Regions from separate parts of the Danio rerio genome. Here region 2 is linked to region 1. Evidence: chromatin contacts called from public HiChIP or PLAC-seq data. All regions are on one chromosome and are shown on one strand. Each heading gives the region's core, a stretch centred on a gene start, on an enhancer-like site or on the middle of the called end of the contact. The rest is flanking DNA. Distances are from core to core; before and after follow the strand shown.

What was found. HiChIP or PLAC-seq counts read pairs in DNA pulled down with a chosen protein or histone mark.
Region 2: a contact with region 1 is called in an H3K4me3 HiChIP or PLAC-seq map of gastrula embryo, with 4 times the contacts expected there. The contact joins the promoter of LOC110439932 here to the promoter of agfg2 in region 1. A contact is called at or near these places in 1 of 18 Hi-C or Micro-C datasets (caudal fin) and 2 of 4 datasets of contacts at active chromatin or transcription factors (embryo and gastrula embryo).

The regions. Positions count from the first base shown.
Region 1 is chr7:20,087,881-20,093,141 of GRCz12tu, reverse strand. agfg2 (ArfGAP with FG repeats 2) reads right to left here and starts at 2,849. Exons shown (of 8, transcript NM_001030238.1): 1 at 2,316-2,849; 2 at 1,675-1,768. The coding sequence starts at 2,482. It also overlaps a transcript of acap1 not described here.
Region 2 is chr7:20,216,068-20,221,203 of GRCz12tu, reverse strand. LOC110439932 reads left to right here and starts at 1,760. Exons shown (of 3, transcript XM_021477767.3): 1 at 1,760-1,812; 2 at 1,909-1,967; 3 at 2,128-5,136. The coding sequence starts at 1,790. si:ch73-335l21.4 reads left to right here. Exons shown (of 2, transcript NM_001386727.1): 2 at 244-890. The coding sequence ends at 305.

The DNA.
Region 1 (5,261 bases), core at 1,600-4,099:
TATGTTTTTCTTGCACTTTGGGTTTACTACTTGGCTTAGAGGTCAAGGATCTTTACCATTATGATAGCAAAAATGTATATTTCCCCACTTATATCCACCAAAAACTAAACCTTTTTAATAAGAAAACTACATTTCTTTTTCAGGTATCTATAATTTTAAGCAACATTGCAATGTGTTGTTGTTGCTTTTTTGGGGAGGGAGGGTTGCTTTGTTTGGCAGTTGAATTTTGCACAACACCCTACAAATTCACCAGCTTATACAACAAATGTTGAAAGGATATTTAGTAAAATGCAATGAAATTAAGCATCTGTTTTTTTTACTTTTATTTCATTAGCAAAAGTACAAATAAGAAAATCCCAATGTTTTCACTGATAAACTTCAATGTATTTTGTACATTTTTATTTTGATGGCAGCAGCTCATGACTGAATGTTGGGACAGGGAGAATAAAAGATAAAAGCATATCCAAATTAAACAGGTTTGAAAGTCCACAATAAGCAGGTGAACTGTTGATACATGGGAGTTTCATGAATGGCTCTACAATGAGCATCTTGGGTGTTTCGAGGTAAAGCTGGATCGTAGCTTATCTTTCAACCCAGACTCATTCTAAAAACGTAGCCCTACATACATTTCTAGAGAGTGCCAAATACATCACAGGAGGTATGTTTTTTGCAGTTTTTGTTTTTGCAAATCCACTGCTGTGTACGCTTTTTGAGATCTCAAATTTTTCTCACGAGTGCCATTCGTGCCCCTTCTTCTTGCGTAAATCCACCAGAGGCTGTTGTCAACTAGCTGACGGACCAACCGACTGATTTTTCCCACCCAAACCTTTCCCTAAACCCAACCGACAGTGTTTTGAAAAGCAATCCAGAAAAAAAGGCCCCCTGATATTTCCATATTCTCACAATGTTATATTACTTGTATTATTTTTATTTATTTATTTTTTTTGGGGGGGGTATTATTGGCTTTCTGGAACCGTTTTTCTTCAGACACAAACCTCCTCATCTTTGTCAACTCCTCTCTGCATCTCAAGTTCGCTAACCTAATAGTAACAAATGGCTTTCTCTGATCTCTGAACTATATCTTAAATATTAATAATTAAAAGGATAAAAGGATAATTATAATATCATAGTAATATAATATAAATATACATTTGACACCCCCCAGTACAGTTCATACCATTGTGAATACATAATCTTGCCAATCAATGCCATGAAAAATATCATTCAACACTCTGAAACTGGCAGCTCTAGAGCAGTGAAGCACATCTTAAGTATTCACAAAACACATTTCTTGTAAAGTAGGGGTTTGTATCTGTATGTAGCCTAAAACAATTAAAAATGGACACATAATTTATGGTTTGACCTACAGTAACCTCCAGGATAGTCACTAAATATCCCTCAAAACACTGAAAACGTGGACATTTTATTAATAAATTAGATGCCATTTAAATACATTCATACATTTGATTCACTGAAGCATATATGACCAAACTACTATCGAAAAAGTTGACCCCGCTTGCATGGTCAAAGTATAATTCTCACACTGAGAATAGACATTTACCCTAACTTGCTCTTTGAACCTTGGAAATGAGAAAAGGGTTCATATTGAAGATTTGTTTTCAGTCTTTGACCACCAAGCGGTCTGACTTGTGCACTAGTAAACCTGCCACTCACCTCATTGCCATGGTTTTGCAAAAACTCCACTTCCTGTTGGGAGAAGGTTGTCATGGAAATAGACTTAACTCTGTGGGGTGGGTTGAGTCCTCTCCTGAAACACAAATAAACAGCACAAACTGCGTGGTGAACACAAAACAGAGATGAGGGCTTGCCTTCATTTTTAACATCGATAGGGTGGGATGTGACAGGGCTGTGAAAATGAGAGCCTGCAAGAACCTCTTGCAGTAACAAATGACAAAACCGTAAAGGAAGCGGGCTGCGTTTGTTTTTTTCTTCAGTGCACAGTGAAGAACTAGCAAGATGTGTTTGTTCGTATACAGTAAGTGCAGTTGCAGACTGAAACTGAGGTGGAATCACACCATTCCTTTGCCCACATGCAGAAAACACGTTTATATTGATGGCAAACCTGAAATCATGACGAAATGATACGTAACGCAGGCGAGACCGGGGCACGCCTGAAAACGACAAAGTAGTAATTACGGACTGTGTTCATGAATGTAAACACAACCAGAGATCTGTAACTGCGCTGCATCTGCATATTTCCTGAAGGTTCAGTTCAGAGTTTGAGGAATAACAACATTAATACAAATCTGTTTGTAATCACTAATAATCACATGCACTTGGGTATTATAACTCACAACATTCCGGAGCATGACGTGCACACGAAGCACCCCACGGTGATGTCGATGTAAGTCACCCCGGGTTGGTTGCACTCGAAGCAGTGCTTGTTCACTCCCGTCTGGGCGAGCTCGCGGACCTTGCGGGCGCAGATCTCCTGGTTGTCCCGGTGTTTTCGGTTCGACATGCTGCTGGTGCCCTGCAGTCGCACACACCCCCTGGCCCTCGAGACTGTTGTGGGGGAGCCGTTCACTCGCCCACCGTTGCACTTTAATTCCCCCGCCGTAGTCCGTCTCTCACGCCCGCATTCTGAGCACGGCTATGCGGCTGCAGCTCTTCTTCTTGTATGGTGCCAAAATCAAGCGTCCGATCGACCGGCCATACACTTGAATTGACAAGAAACGAATCTCACATGCGTGCGTAGCCTCCGTGGTCACGACTGGCCGATCCGCCTGGAGTTTTACAACCGCCCCGTTTATTTATTCATTGCTGCGGTTTTTCTCCTGTGGGCGCAAAAAAATCGGATTCTCACGAGCGCGGGATCATTATTCTTCCTCGCTCTGCCAGTTTCTCTCTCTGTTCTGTTCGCACTGTACCAAGCGCAGTCTGCTGTTGCGCACCCGCGTTTCCTTCACTGATCCTGGGGAGATAGCGAACAGAAACCAAGACGAGGACGGAGGCAACTTAAGAGCCCACTGCCCCTGAAAGCGGGATAAGCAGGGACTAATCTGCTTAACAATATTTTGTTTATGGTGGTGGTGTGGTCATTATTTTATGCTTATTTATGTCCAGTGTTTCCCAGCAACGTGAGATTTTTATCTTGGACGCGAGTAGATTTTTTTATCACGCCCTTCTGTATGACGTTTGAAATAAAAAATTCTGTCCTCTGTGTGTTTATTAACTCTTTACTGTTGGAGTGGGCTTCACAAATCAATGCGAGAAGTCCCAATTGTGCTGTGACTGGAAAATAAGATAAATGCTGTAATCTCAAACACTTGAAGAATGTTAAGTGAGCGGTCCTGCTGTTAGCACATTCTTGAGTTAGATGACCATGTATCACCACCAGTTTACACTGATGTAATGTTGGCCTGGTTCCTGCTCTTGCAGTGAGTTAAAACACAGCATGCGTTTAATGCATCGGCGACTACCTACCAGCAGAGGTAGCAGTTTCGCCGAACATATGATTTATTTAGCAGTAAGTGTTTTTAAAGGGATAGTTCACCCACAAACGAACATTCCATTATTATTTACTCACCCGTCACTTGTGCCAAACCTGTTTGAGCTTATTTGTTTGGTTGAACACAAAAGAAGATATACTGAAGAATTTGACCATTGACTTCCATTGTATTTCTTGTTCCTATACAGTGCATGTTGAGTGAATCCAACCTGGTTTCAACAGAAGAAAGAACAACACTTGAGTGCAAGTAAGTTATGAGGAAATTTTCAGTTTTGGAAGAAAAATTAGTTAAAATGTTGTGCTTATTTGTAATCTTTCCACTTTATTTTTCGAGATGCAAAATCCCTTTAAGGCAAATCATTTAACTCGGCATTCATCTTTGAAACGCCTCTCGGGCAGTATGCTGAGACATTCTGTCTGATATGGGAAACATCAAATTCTCCAAAACTACTTGCCAAACGTATAAGGTATATGTAGGTATATGTTACGAAGTACTAGGGCCAGACAGAATCTGCGGACGTCTTTTGCTATTTATGTGGATAGTTTTGTTAAAAAACTGTGAATTTCTGCGGAATAATTTTGGAAGTATCATAACTAAAACCTTAATATGTGAAATAAAAATATATTTTTTTTACTTTTATTTAATGTTTAAAATGCAAATCCAGTTAGATTCACATGATTTGGTAAACAAAGGAAGTCTCATAATATATCTACTAAAAGACAGAAAATATTACTTTATAAACTGCATTGTACATGAATCAGATGAACATTTTCATAATAGTCATTATTATTACTGTAATTAATTTAAAAACTGAATAAAATAAGTTTTGGGTGAAGCAGTGGCGCAGGAGGTAGTGCTGTCGCCTCACAGCAAAAAGGTCGCTGGTTCGAACCTCGGCTCAGTTGGCGTTTCTGTGTGGAGTTTGCATGTTCTCCCTGCGTTCGCGTGGGTTTCCTCCGGGTGCTCTGGTTTCCTCCACAGTCCAAAGACATGCGGTACAGGTGAATTGGGTAGGCCAAATTGTCTGTAGTGTATGAGTGTGTGTGTGAATGTGTGTGTGATGTTTCCCAGAGATGGGTTGTGGCTGGAAGGGCATCCGCTGCGTAAAAACTTTCTGGATAAGTTGGCGGTTCATTCCGCTGTGGCGACCCCAGATTAATAAAGGGACTAAGCCGACAAGAAAATGAATGAATGATAAAATAGGTTTACACACATTTACTCAAGTAAATAAACAGCATTAATGATGGGCTAAAAATATGCGGAATTCTACGTGCGCAGATTTCGTGTGGGCCTACGAATAACCAATACATTTAAACAACAACTGTCTATTTAGTTTTTTTCTAAATGTTCGTATCACACAAAATCTGCAGAAACTCACGTCTGGTTAAAGCCCCTCCCCTGGAGAATTGTCATTCTATAGCAATCGCTGATTGGCTCCTATACTAAAAGGCGGGCTTCAATTACCATATAGCAATCACTGATTGGCTCCTGTACTAGAAGGCGGGGCTTCATTCGTCATATTGTTAGACTTTTCCCCATTCAAAAGTATACGAGAGACATGTCTTGTGTATTATATAGTCTTTGGTAGATGTTAGGAGAGAAAGCTCGTTTCTGGTGTCCAGAACGCTCCCAAACTTTTCTTTGTTGCTTAGCCAGAAAATCTTTCTTTAAGCAAATAGATCTTTTTCTTCAGGTTAGGGGAACGTTTTCACTCTGTTAACAATTTGCTGTAGAATCTACAGTAACTTACCAACAGCAGTTTGCCAGTAACTTACTGTAAATTAGCAA
Region 2 (5,136 bases), core at 511-3,010, 130 kb before region 1:
AATCATTTACTCAGCCTCCTTCACTTGTGCCAAAATATTTTGTATTTCTTTCTTGAACATATTTAAAAGAAGGCTGAAAACCTGTAAACATTAATGACTTCCAATGGCTACAGGTTTTCAGCGTTTATCAAAATATACTTTTATCGTTTAGCAGGTGAATTTTTGGGTTAACTTGTCAATTTAGTACTTGAATTGAGTGCATCAAGAACTAATTGTCATGTGTTTTTGTTTTGTTTTTTTCAGATTGTACTATAAGTGATGCAGACTTGAGGGACCTGGCGGTTATGTCCTGCTACATGATGTGAATGACAATTTCAAGTTGCTGACCGACTCTAGTGCTGTCCTCAGACACTCATTACTGCACATTCCCAATTCACCTCTGAAAGGGAAGCTGTGGACCGCATGTTTGCACAATGTATAGTGGGACTGTCAGTGCCTTTCGGGCACATGAGGGCTGTTTGTAGCTGGGTGTGACTCGTCACCATAACAGACATGTGAGGTTGTTGCAAAACAACCCATAAACACAGCAACAGCACATGTTAAAATCATTTTTGGCTGAAATGAACCACACTGCCAGTAGACGTGTTTGTGGTGCTCTTTTTGCTGTTACAAAATCCTGGAACACATTCCCAATGACTTTTCTGTCTTGAAATGTAAAATATTCTAATTCATTGTTATGAAATGTTGTATTTATTGTATCTTTTAATTTGTTTAATTAAGGAGTTTTTCAGTATTACATTTGTATCAAATGATTGTGCCTAAATTATGTGTCATTTTTAAACTCGTTTCATGATCACAAATGATTTTTTAATATTAGATTTTTATAAAGTTAAAATATTGAATTACTGTATAATGCTACATTTGTACCAAATAAATATTTTTAAACTACATATACAAGTTTACCGTGTGTGTGTATAAATAATTTTATATTAGTTACTTAATTCATTCATTTTCTTTTCGACTGAGTCTCTTTATTTATCTGGGGTCACCACAGCGGAATAAACCATCAACTTATCCAACACGTTTTACACCGCAAATGTCCAGCTGCAACTCAACACCCATACACTCTTTCATTCACACACATACACTACGGCCAATTTAGCTTTTTCAATTCACCTGTACCGCATGTCTTTGTCAAGTGAAACAGGAGCAACCCACGCAAACACGAGGAGAACATGCAAACTACACACAGAAATGCCAACTGATCCAGCATGGGCTTGAATCAGCGACCTTCATGCTGTGAGGCAATTGTGCTACCCACTGCGCTACCATGATGCCTTATTTAATTATAAATAGTTATATATTTTACTCCACATGCCGATAAATGTAAAAGTGATATCCTGTTCCCATGAATCTAAACACTCTTGTTTGGTTGTCAGGTTCTCATACACCTCTATAAACCGAACACATGCTCGTGCATAAACTCCATTTTCTTGTAGTAAAAAACAGGGTCTGGTACACAAAAACAACCATAGTATATATTTGAAATATTATTGCACATAAAGTGCATTTTCAAAAGTTTACCATCTCCATAAGCGGTTTTTGTCATGTAAATGAACAGCTGTTAAAAAGTGCTCATTTTTATTTGACGCTGTGCAAATGTACACAACTGAAATCAATAAAAATAAGCATATGGGCAATTCTGCATGCACTTAGCTCTAAATGCATTCAGGTGGGCCTCATTATGATGAACAAAGTTGATCAACAATGTCAGTGTTTCAGGTAAGGCCACATTAATAGGGTCATTTTGAGCAGGTGTGACAAAAACTTGCACTATAGAGCTTTAAACATGTCTCATCATTGCTTTCTGAGGTAAGCATTTACATTCCATTTCAGTGTAACAGTTTATAGAGGTTTGGTTCTGTTGTTATGTAAGTAAAATCTTAAAATGAACCTGTTTTTATACAGATTGCTGTTGGTTTGTTTGACTCACTCTGTTGTTGGGTGTTTTCCTGGACTGTCTTTTGGTAAGATGTGGTTACAAGTATTATTGGAATAATTTGTTGCGTCAAATCAAGTATTTTTGTGTAAAGTATGAACTAAAGTGTCAAATTAAAACTGATAGGAATATTTATTTTATAATATTGATAACTAAATGTATTGTTGGTTTATTGCCAATCCATTTAGGAGACATCGCTGGAAATGAACCAAAGATCAAATTGCAAGCACTGGAAGTTTTCAACATTGCTGATTCTTCCATCCAAAAGCCAATAAAAGGCACTCTACTAAACAATTTAGTACAGTTTAACAGCAAATATCAGTGGCCCAGAGTCAACTCAGCCCCATACAGTCAGAAAAGCGATGGCAATGCCAAAAACCCAAGCTTTAGACTTACTGAACCAAAAGATCCTGCATATGTTATGAATTACCAAAATAAGATCTTGTCCAGCAGCAGAAATAATCCTGTTGATTTGTCTAGCGTCAAATATAATAAAGGACATGATGCCAAAACAAGCTATGCTTTCCAAACAGTCCAACAGGAACTCAATCCCTTCACAGGGAGCCAATGGAGCTCTAGTGATACAAATCTGGGCTTAAGGCTGGTGAAGATAGAAGGTCCGGTGGACAGAATGCATGCAGGAAATGTGTATAGATCTGAGACATTTGGATATCAGCCTATTTCTAAATCAGAAATGCATTCAGGCAGTCAACAACCATTACGACTCAATGAACCCTATTTGAGGGAAGATATCTCCGTCCAACCAGCACATGCTGAAAGAATCTCATCTAATTACATGTCCAGAAGCTCCAATGCAAACCATAATATGAGGTTCAAAAGTGATGCAAATGCCATGTTTGATCAATCCAATCAAAATGGGCCGAGGAGGGTCATGCCAATTATAGAAGATTTATCTTTTCTAGAAGCAAATCAACAAGTGCACAAATCATCGCCACATGTTTTTTCTGCTGGGACTGCAGCCCTTTCTCAAACTTCCCTGGGGAATGTGAGAGATTCATCTCTTTCTAAGATTCCCACAGTTCCAAGACTAATACCTTTAGTTGCAAAAAGGCCAAATTCAAATAGAGGTGACCTAATCTTTCCTTTAAAAAAACTTGTGATGTTTTCCTCTGAGCCTGATCAGATGAAGCATTCAGATTCTAGAAGGGTCACCATTCCACAAGCAAATCCACAAAACAGCTTAGAGTATGGAAATACGAAGTCTTATACAAACAGCTACACCCTAAAGGACATTCAATTGACTTCTGCGCAAAATGGTTACCAAAACATTGGACAAAGTTATCAGGATGTTGAACCTATTCAAACACGTCACACTCAGAAGTATGATGAAGTGGCTTCAGGTTTATCTGTTGACATCCCGTCAACAACCAATGGTGTCCTTTCTTACAAACAATTTCTGTCAGATGAGAATAACATCCGAAGCCAGCTTTCTGCATTATCTAAACCATCAATGCAAGGCACGTATTTGACCTCCCAAATACAGTTTCCAAAGAACACTGTGTTATTTTTGGAACGTGATAAGAGTGTTAATCTACCAGACATCACAAATGATTCACTAATGAAGACAAGTCAGCATAGCACGCGGCATAGGACGGATCTGAATCCTTCAGGCCAAAGTATAACCCATTCGTTATTTGTTAAAAAGTTTCCGGTGCCAAGTCTCGTGCCAGGCAACACTATAAAGAGTGCTTACAGTGTTAGTCCATCCGCGTCTGGCACATATAAAGATTCAGCTGTATCCACAGATCAAAACCATCCATACTATATATCTCCTAAAAAGCCATATGCTTTTAAAGGTTTTGTCCCAACATCTCTACAAAAATCCAAAGTGCACTTTGAACAGAAACCTATCACAAACTCTTTATTGAATATGCAATATGTTGCTGCTCATCCAAGTACCATTCAAGAGCCCTTAATTTCTGACCAGTTTAAAAAAATGCTTTTCCAGTTTGAGGACTTCAAAACAAGCCAAGACAAACAACCAGATCCTGATCTGACAGACTCCTTTAATAACAGACTACAGCTCTCCTTTAAAGAGGGTGGAAGTAACATGAAGTATGATGTTCAAGGTCAAGCTGAAGCCAGGAGTGGCACTGAATCTTCAAATAATGGAGCAGCTTTTCTGCAAAAACACCTTAAAAAGGCATACAAGGAATTACCACTTGAGGAAGTTCAGTCAGAAACATCCAAGAGGTGGACTTCAGCCTTACACAACCTAAGTCAAATGCCAAAAGTGGGATCCTCCATCAGCAGGTTTGTTGGTTCTAATGCACACTTCTCAACCACTAAATTTTCCAACAATCATGAGAATCCTAAATCAGAGATTATTCAACCAATTTACAAGACTCCTCTTATTAACAAAGCAGTTGCTGTTGTCCATCCAATTCACATGTATAAATACAAGGAACCGGAAGCTCCATTAAATTCAGCTAAGGAAATTCTGGGGAATAGAAACCCAGCTGAAGTAACCCAATCAGATATTAGTGAAAATGCCATGAGATCAAGTCCGACAAGTAGTGTTGTGATTGGGAAGCTGGTTGAAGTTACAGAAAAAGGAAAAGGATCTGGAGAAAATTCATACTTTCAAAATTCTTATTCAGCGCCATTTACTCAATCTACATCATACAGATCTACTCATCTAAAGAGTCACAAAGTGAATAGATTTTCCACTATATACAGATCTACTATTAAACAGTTTGACCCGATAAATGAAACAAACATTGACTTCTATGCTATTGACGCATCCCAGTCATCAAGTCCCACAAGCAGCTTTGTAATCGGACGGTTAATCAATACCTTTAACAATGCCTCCACCAAAACAAATCCCAAAGCATCTTCAACAAAAACGGCTCTGAACAGTTTTAAGCCATTTCGATTTTCAGATATAGCTGGTAGTGCTTCTTTCACTAATGCTAAGCTACATTCTGCTGCCATCACGCCAAAGGAAGTTGCGGATGTCACAAGAGTTTCAAACCACTCTGATTCAACAGTGATGGCGGAAATTATTGACAGCTCCTCTGTGATCTCAACATTAAAAATCGAAGATGATGTTCAAAGCCCGGTGAGTTTCAGTGTCTCTGAGTTTCTGCCAACAGCTGCAATAGACATCAGCATGGAGTCTCGGTCATCATTTACAGAAGAATATTCTCCATCTCAAACAAATTCACAGCTGAATC